Linked DNA regions of Sus scrofa: region 1 is linked to region 2. The links are chromatin contacts, called in public Hi-C maps. All regions are on one chromosome and are shown on one strand. The core of a region is the stretch at or near the end of the contact, and the rest is flanking DNA. Distances in the headings are between cores, read along the strand shown. Region 1 overlaps TNRC6C (trinucleotide repeat-containing gene 6C protein). Region 2 holds the start of SYNGR2 (synaptogyrin-2).

What was found. Hi-C and Micro-C count contacts between places; a contact is called where the count stands out from the background.
Region 1: a contact with region 2 is called in a Hi-C map of skeletal muscle, with 2.4 times the contacts expected there. The contact joins the enhancer-like site here to the promoter of SYNGR2 in region 2. A contact is called at or near these places in 2 of 5 promoter capture datasets (fetal liver and liver), 3 of 47 Hi-C or Micro-C datasets (embryonic fibroblasts, retroperitoneal adipose tissue and skeletal muscle) and 1 of 2 datasets of contacts at active chromatin or transcription factors (skeletal muscle).

The regions. Positions count from the first base shown.
Region 1 is chr12:3,904,256-3,909,032 of Sscrofa11.1, forward strand. All of the region lies in intron 3 of TNRC6C (trinucleotide repeat-containing gene 6C protein), which reads right to left. Among named protein-coding and RNA genes, the nearest start is that of TNRC6C, 32 kb to the right of the region's middle. Within about 2 kb of position 1,831, at least 32 of the 83 cell types and tissues checked have an H3K27ac peak or open chromatin away from gene starts, as enhancers often do. A contact at or near this core is called in fetal liver and skeletal muscle, where this site is marked.
Region 2 is chr12:3,798,161-3,802,259 of Sscrofa11.1, forward strand. It overlaps SYNGR2 (synaptogyrin-2), which reads right to left and starts at 1,503. Exons shown (of 4, transcript XM_021066554.1): 1 at 1,321-1,503. The coding sequence starts at 1,419. LOC110255960 (a long non-coding RNA gene) reads left to right here and starts at 2,198. Exons shown (of 3, transcript XR_002336959.1): 1 at 2,198-2,281.

The sequences.
Region 1 (4,777 bases), core at 581-3,080, 110 kb after region 2:
CTGGCATTGCTGTGGCTGTAGCTGTGGCCAGCAGCTACAGCTCTGATTCAACCCCGAGCCTGAGAACCTTCATAAGCTGCAAGAGTGGCCCTAAAAATACAAAAAAAAAAAAAAAAGGCTAAAATCCATGCATCTGATATGCAGCAAGTTTGAGAGTTTATAAATAGGATCCTTCATATCCCTAAGACATCACTTATTTCACAGCATTTTGAAGTTCCAAGTATTTCCACACACTTAAATTAACTGAACCTTACAAATTATATCTGTTTTACAGATGGCCAAATAGAGGCTGAGAGGCCACACCTGGAAAAGGTGTGTAACCAATAAGCAGTAGGGACTGAATGGAAGCCAGTACCTCCAGAATGAAATGCTAGTGCTTCTTCCACTACCACCTTCTATTTCCAAAATACTTCCACTAAAAAGCCTTAACAAGAGAAAAGTAATGAAGTTTCTGTATAATGTTCTCTTTTTTCTATTGTTCAAATGGTTCACACATTCCTTTTTTTTTTTCTTTTTCTTTTGCTGCACCTGCGGCATATGGAAGTTCCCAGGCTAGAGGTCAAATTGGAGCTACGGCTGCGTGCCTACAGCACAGCCACAGCAACGCAGGATCCGAGCTGAGTCTGCGTCCTACACCACAGCTCATGGCAACACTGGATCCTTAACCCACTGAGTGAGGCCAGGAATCAAACCTGCAACCTCATGGGTCCTAGTCAGATTCATTTCTGCTGCCACACGACAGGAACTCCTGGTTCACACATTCTAATAACAGGTGTCTTTGTAAAAATCTAAGTAACATAAATTGTCTTAAGTGATTATACTAAAAATTATAAAACAGCATGGTTTAAAAGAGAAAAGCTTTCTTGTTTTTAACTTCCAAAACGTTACCATGTAAAGATACACTTTTCAAGAAAAAGTATTTAACAAAGAGCTTCCAAAAGCTACGGTAAGCAAAATTTTAATTAGGTATCAAATGAATCAGATAGAGAGGTGCTGACAAGATCTACTGAGGCCTGCGGGTGCTTAATTAGCGCTAACGCCGACACGCAGCCCGCGACCGCTCCTCCCCGCCTGTTTCACAACAACCTGTGCATTACAGAAATAATCCCCAGCGCGCTCCATCGGCAGAAACACGCGGACTAATGCTAACTGAGGACACGCATTCCCCGCCGCTGGCTTTCAAGGGCAAGATGAGCGGAGCCGAGTTTTCCGCTCGGAGAACCTAAGACGCCTCCTCTCCACGGCCCTGACTGTGCGGGAAAATCTTCTGCAGAAAGTACTTTGAATTCAGAATTCCATCACTGGGCCGACTCCGAGACATCTCATCTGCCAACCTCCATAAATGCTTAGTAAATGCAGAGGGGAGCGAAAGCTTTCTGAGAACAATAACGAAAGTGTCCAAAAAATTAAGCTTATTGCCGATTTTCTCCAAAGTGACAGGAAAAAAATGACTGCTTCCTCCAGGTTAGGAACCTATTGCAACAAGGACAGAAGGGGGCAAAGCAAACAGCTCCACACCAAGGGCCAGGGCAGCCCGGGGGTCGCCGGCGGGCCGGGGCCGCGGGCGCGCGCAAGGAGGCGGGCGCGCGCGCGGGGGCCCGACCACGGCGCCATCTTGAGCGTCTGCCCCGCCGGCGAAGGGAGCGGGGCCCGAAGGGAGCGGGGCCGGGCTGCCGGGCGCCCCACGGCCCGCGCGGTCTGGGCGGTTCCCTCCGAGCCCCGGCCCCCGGCCCCCGGCCCGGGAGAAGCTGCGCCGTCGGTGGTCTGTGCCGGGCTAGCCTTGTTCCCTCGCCTCGCTGGGGCAGAAGCACCTGCAGGGAGGGCCGCTACCTTGCGCGCGGGCCGCGCGGGCGTCTGTCTCGGGTGGCGCGGCCAGGACGTCCCTGCAGGCGCGGCGCGGCAGGAGGTGGCGGTGCCCTTCCCACGCCCTGAGCGAGCCCATCATCTCCTTCCACCCGGGGAGGCCTCCGCGGCGAAGATTGGAAAGCTCTGGTTATCTAATTGCAGCTGACGCTAAACGGATCTTCCTCCCTCTTTAAATTCTTTCCAGTGTCACAGACATTTTCACTCCAGGACCCAATTAAAGCAGCACCAGAGCCACTTTTCTTTTTTGAAAGTCAGCCAGAAGAGCGACGGTGTGTTGCCTACTGGCTGAATTTGGGTGAACGCACATAAACCACTTCCCTTTCCCGCGCCTTTGTTTTCCCTTCTTTCCTCTTTCCCACTCTTCCTAAATACCCCCTAAGCGGCTGGCATACCAACACCAGCTATCATTTTCCAAATCAGCTCCATATGCAAATGGCACGTGTCCAACTTCTTAATTACTTTCCTGCTTCTATCGACAAAAGATCTACGTAGCAAACACTACCGCATATTAACTAAAGCTTCTGTTTATGACTGTACAAAGCAGCCACCGAAACAATACATTTGTTCTTCCTTTAGCACATTGAGAAAGAATTTTTTTTAAAGATAATAAAAGCTCTCGGTGTTTCAAGCTGGAGTTATGCTGCAGACTGGCAAAAACACAGTCTGAACAGAAAGTAAGGACATTTTTCGGAGCCTTAATAGGATGAATCACTACATTTACATACTGCTAACACTTATCTCACCAGTTAAAATTCTTTGCCACTTGGCTTAATGAGCTCCCCTCCAAATCAGTACATGAACTTCAACATCTATTTTCCCCTGTACTATTTTATTAGAAAGGCAATCCCCCCCCCCCCCCCCCCCCCCCCCGCCAGGTCAAACTGTTGTTACTTAGAGAACTTGGAACCGGGGCTGGACTGAACCCCTCAGGGAACCCTTCCACCCACGGTGCCTCCCGATTGTTTCTTTGGAGGCTGCCAGTGATGGAAGAGAGACCAAGTTCTCCCACAGGGCTGGGGCCTGCCTCACCTGGCAGGACTTTTGCCTGGCTGGTCCTGCCCCGACCCTCCGGAGCTGCCCAGGCCAGTCCACGTGGCTCAGGTCATGCCTGTCTGTGAACCGTGTTCCCACATGAGGGATGTCACCCCCGGGAGATGATCTCAGGTGGAGTCAGAGCATCAACGATTAATGGGAACAGTTGCCTTGATGCTAGAAAACTTCCTTATTTTGAACTGGACTCCCGATATAAAGAATCTGCTTTTGCTTAAACTCACTGGATTTCCCTTCCGCATCAGCATTATTGAACCCTAAAGGCCGAGGGGACTGGGTTTTGCATGCTACTATCGGAAGCCTCAGTTCCCTAGAACACACCATCAGCGCTGACTTAAATACTGTTACAAGACCAGTGGGGCCTCTCCAATGACACCCTGCCTGGGCTCACAAGGAGATGGCAGGAAGCCAACACGACAGGGTCCGACAGAACCTGAAATTGCTTTGTTTCGTTTTTCTCTTTAGGGCTGTACCTACAGCATATGGAAGTTCCTGGGCTAGGGTTCGAATCAGAGCTGCAGCAGCACTGATCTGAACCACAGCTTGTGGCAACCTCGGATCCTTAACCCACTGAGCGAGGTCAAGGATCGAATCTGCATCCTCACTGACATTGTCAAGTTCTTAACCCACTGAGCCACAACGGGAACTCCTCGAACCTAAAATTTGGTAGGAAAGGGGGGGAGGTTTAAATTGCTGCTCTCTGGTGATGTGAGACCTAGCGAAAGCTCAACTGGTCAAACAAGGGTTCTTCTTTGTCAGCAAGCATCGTGATGGTTACTGGAAGGTCAGTAATGTCATGGACACTTTTAATGGCTCCAGAGGCAAGAGTCAACTCAGGTTTGTTCCTACTGCCTCTTAAGTTCACGCCATGGGACAAAGAATAACCTCGGAGCATTAGGCTGGCCATCAGTATATTAGCACAAGCTGATACACTTGGGGAAAACACAGAAAATTAATGTGCTGGGCTGAAATAACTCCCAATTTCACTTTTCTTATCACTAGAAATAGCCTGCTGTTAAGTTCCTAAGGACTAGTCACAACCTGCCCCCTGTTTGAGTAATTCAATCTTAGTTCTGCAGACCCAACATTCATCCTTTTATTTATTTATTAATTTTTTTTTTTAAGGGCCACACTTGTGGCATATGGAGGTTCCCAGGCTGGGGGTGGATCAGTGCTGCAGCTGCTGGCCTACATCAGAGCCCCTAGCAATGCCGGATCCTTAACACGCTGAGCCAGGCCAGGGATCGAACCTCAGCTGATTCGTTTCTGCTGAGCCACAATGGGAACTCCTTTGATGTGTATATTTTAAAAGTACAATGAACTAGGAATAACTGTCTGGAGGAGGATATTCTATTTATAGAGACATATATTTTATTAAAGAATATTACTTTCATACAAATTTTACTGAATCAACTCTTTGCTTATTTTCTACTTCCTAAGACGATACTAGTAATATCTCGCGCCAGTAGCATTTAATGAGAACACTGATGCAAGACTGCCAACTAGTCTCACAATCATGAGATACACCTACAAGATGACAGGCCTGTCACGCTTCCTTTTCAGTATTTCACAGTAAGCGTCTTAAATCCATAACCAAACTATATAGGTATGACTATCGTCTGTGTTGAGCCTGGCTGGAGGGCCCTATTTCAGTGAGGAAAGTAACTGTATGTTTGACTCTAAACCGGTTGCAGTCAGGTAGAGGGGCTAATTCAACAAGTACATTTGATCATTTTTCGTCCTAGTTGTTGGTGACAACCACTGACCTACATCCCTCCACCAGGAATTTAGCAGATGAACGTCAAGCCTATGTGAAGAGACATGGCAACACTGTATAAATGCATTTATCCTGAATAAAACC
Region 2 (4,099 bases), core at 253-2,752:
GTGTCCCCAGACCCCCACCTCCTAGAGCCCCCCTCTGACTCTTCCTGGCTCCAGGCTGGCCTCCCCAGTTTGGCCAGCTCTTTTCCTACCGGGAATCTGGCTGCTTTGGCATCCTGGCCCCTGTCCTCCCAGGGAACCCCAGGTGGCTTCTCGCTCTTGGCGTCCCACCCACACAGGACACACCTCAGGCTGGTCTGCCCCGCAGGCCTACGGACACCCCTGGAGGTACTGGGCGGGGCCTGAGGGAACACACCCGCCAGAACTCTGAGAGGGGCTCCCGGCCCTTGGGAACGGCCTCACCTCGACTGTCTCCTCCCCAGAGTTAAAGGCCATCACCCAACCTGCTTTATGTCGGAGGATGCAGGACCGTGTGGACACCGGCTCCCTCTGGGACAGGCCCAGGCCTCTCCCCCGCCTGCCCTGCTTGCCTGCACAAGGCCGTCTCAATAGGCTCTGGAGCTGGCAGTCACATGCCCCACCCCCAGCTGGGGATGAAGCCGGAACTCTGGATGCTGGGAGGAGTGTGCCAGCCTGACTCCTGGCACTGCCATCCCGAAACCGGGGCATCCGCTCCTGGGGTCAGACCCCACAGTCAGGCAGGGCGGGGGTGAGGGTGTCACTGGGAGCACAGGCTCCAGTCCCAGGCAGGTGTGGTGTGGGCACTGCACACCAGCCCTCTGCCTGCCCACTGGCCAACACCTTGCCCAGCTTTGGGTTCGGGTTATCCAAGAGCATGGGACCGCCCACCAGCCCCTCACCCCCCTCCCCAGCCCCCGGTTAACCTGTTGCCTGAGCACTGGCCCAGCCGACACAGGAAGGGGAACATCCTGGAGTCACCTGATCTCGGGTGGGGAAGCAGACCCATGGGCTGCTCTCGAGTGGAAGACCGACCCTATTTCAGGGCACCAGGCTGCAACCGCTCCCCCGCCCCCGCACCCCACGTGGCTTCAGAAAGCCCCTTCCTGATGAATTCCCCCAAACGGGGAGCAGCAGCGTGCCGGCCACCTGTCCTGGAGCAGTCCCAAACTCCTCCCACCGCCAGCAGGGCGACGGGCCTGCTCGCCGCGGGCCTCCTGGCCACCCCGCGCCGGGGCCCAGACGTGGGGGCGGTGGGACCCTGGCGGGGAGGGCGGAACTCCAGGCTAGGGGGCCGGCGGTGAGGGGGTGGAGGGTCCCGGGCCTCGTTCTCCCTCCCCACGCGCGCCGCCTCCACCCCCAGGCCTCAGCTGCCACCACCTGTCGCGCTCGAAGGCTCGCGGCAGCCCCTCCCCCGGGCCTGGCGATGAAGTCGGGTCCCCGCGGCCCCGAACCCCGGCTCACCAGGCACACGGCGCGCACCACCACCTGCGGCTGCGTCAGGAAGCGCAGCAGGTCGAAGGAGCCACCCGCCTTGGCCGCGCCATAGGCCCCGCTCTCCATGTCGCCGTCGCCGCGCCGCCGCCGCCGCTGCCACCGCCCCGAACCGCCGAGGAGCCAGCCGGCCGCCCCGCCCCCGGCCCGGCTCCTCCCCAGGGGCGTGGCCAGCGCCTCCCCAGGGACCGAGGGCAAAGTGCAGCGCGCAGCGGTCGGCGGTCCAGGGGCGGCCCGGGTACCCCGAGGGCCCAGCCTGGGCTTCTAGCGGCCGACGCCCGTCCGGCGGCCGCGGGCTCGTAGTCCAGCCCACCTCTCGGCCGGGGTTTCGTCCCCCCGCTATTCTGGCCTGCGGCGCGACAGGAAGGGAGCTAGAGAATCCCGGGGAAGAGAGGGTCGCAAGGAGGGCCCGCCCCTCTGCTCCATCCAACCTTTGCCCCTGCGCTCCAGCCCCCTCCTCCTCCAGGAAGCCCCGCCTGAGCCGCGGGTCCCACCTGCCCCAAACCCCGTCTCCCGCACACTTCTCCCTACTCCTTCCCCATCCTACTCAAACCCCAGGCCACGGCCTGGACCCCTCCCTGCCCGGCCTGTCACTCCTTTCTCCTCTCTGGAGCTAAGCCTTGGATGGGGTCAAGCCCACCGCCCCTCCCCATCCTTCCTAGGCAGGGCTGGGCCGCAAGGCTGCGTGCAGGGCTGTGTGACTTCAGACTTCCAAACTCCTAAAGGGCCTGGAGACAGAAACGAAGTTCCCAAGGTGACAGGCAGGGGGCAGAGTTTAACCCAGTTCTTTCCGGAAATAGTTCCGCGTGTCTGAACCCAGGAAGGTTTTTGTGTGTTTATGTGGGTAGTGTCGGGGTGGGGGATAGGGGGTGGTTCTCCAGGGGCCTCAGGCTGACTCAGCAGCGAGGAATTCCAGGCATCCTAGTTGCAGGTAAGGATTAATGAGGGGGTGCCAGCCAGGTAGGGCCCAGAATCCTCCAGTGGAGCCAGACAGTGAGAGGTGAGTGCTGGAGCCAAGGACTGGGTCACCAGTTGATGGGGCGCCTCCAGGGAAGAGGGGAGCGGGTGGGGGAGGAGGCAGTGCCTTTGGTGGGTGGGTGCCACTAGGCTTTCCATTCTACCCCACCCTCTTTCCAGACCTGGATGGACTGTGACAAACAGCTACTCACAGAGCCCCCTGCTTCCTGAGGCCCGCCTCTTCCCCCTCCAGCCCTCACCCCATCCCACGCCTCAAACTAATACCATGTGTGTTTGCTGAAAAGCAGCACCCCAAGAATCCAGCCTGGTGGGCTTTTTCTTCATTCAAACGGTGTCTCCTGTCGGGGCAAGGACTGGGCCTCTCCTGGGGGCTGAGACCAGCCTGTGTCTTCTGGTTCCAACCTCGGTGACGGAGGAGTCGAACTCCAGGTTAGGGCAGCATGTCTCCCAACCACTGCCTCCCCAGGCCTCCAGAAATCCTATGGTGCCAAATGCATCAGCGCCCCAGGCAAAAAGAGGCATGGGGCTCAGTCACCCCATGGAATAAAGGATGGCACTGAATCACCTGGAGGACGGGCACTGGCTTCTGGTCTCCAGCCCCCGTGTCATGGAAGGGAAACAGGTTCAGAGAGTGGCCTGGCTCACCCCCAAGCCTGGCCTCTGGAGAGGACCGGGACCTGGGAGGAAGAGGCCGGAGCCAAGGCCGGAGCCAAGGGGAGTGCTAGGGACAGACACGGGGACAGAGCCCACTGAGGAGGCCGGCCAGGAGTTACCCAGTCGGCAGACCAGCATCAGGGTCCCAGCCTGGGCCAAGAATCCCTGTCTCCGCTAGGGAGAGTCTCTTTCCAATCAGATTCGAGCAGCCAGGAACGAAACCAAGGCTGAGACTGGCACCGCACAAGCGTCCGTCGATGGCCCTAGAATGGCCAGACGGGAACCTAGGTCACACATCAATTTCTCAGCCAATTCAGGTGAAGACGCCAAACATGGAGGAGGAGGAGGGTGGGATCTGGAAAGGGGAGGAGGAATATGCACGCCTCTTACCCCTGAACAGGGGTGTGGTTTGGACCTGGAACAGAGGCAGCTCTCCTCAGTCCTGGCATGGGTTGCCCGGTTGTTGCCATGGCAACCATCTGGTGGGTGGGTCATTTAGGATGCTGATGTATTCCAGTGAGGGGACGACGAGGCGCTGGGCCGGCTGGAAGTCAGATCCTCCACCATCTTGGCCTTGTTGGTTCTAAATGGTTCTTTTTTCCCTCCTGAAACTTAGATAAGAGCGATTGGTTTCTATTTGAGGGAAGGCCAAGGGTATGATTCTGGGGCGACAGCTTTGGTAACCCAGGGAGCAGGAAGGAGGACCAGGAGAAAGCAGTGTCTCGGGGGCGGGTGGGGGGGGCACAAGATGTTCAGAAGGCGGAGGCGCCAAAGGCCAGGCAGGTGGAGCACACAGGCCTGCCGAGCCCCAGCTTGCACTGCACAAAGGCCTTGGCCACTTTCTAAGTCTGGGAAGTAATGGCCCTTGAAGAGGGGGCCCCAGGAGATCGGCAGCTGGGAAAGATGGATGGACGGCGTCCCACGGGGGGCAGAGGCCCCACCCTCCTCAGACCAACAGGGAACATGGACAGCGCCCCACCCCGAAGCCGGCTGGCCCCACTGCAGGGCAGCTGGAGCTTGGTCAGGGGCAGAGAGAGCCACTGATGTGCTCTGCAGGCACCTGGCACCTGCCAGGCCCCTCCATAAGCTTTTGCAAGTCAGACATGAGCCATGCGGC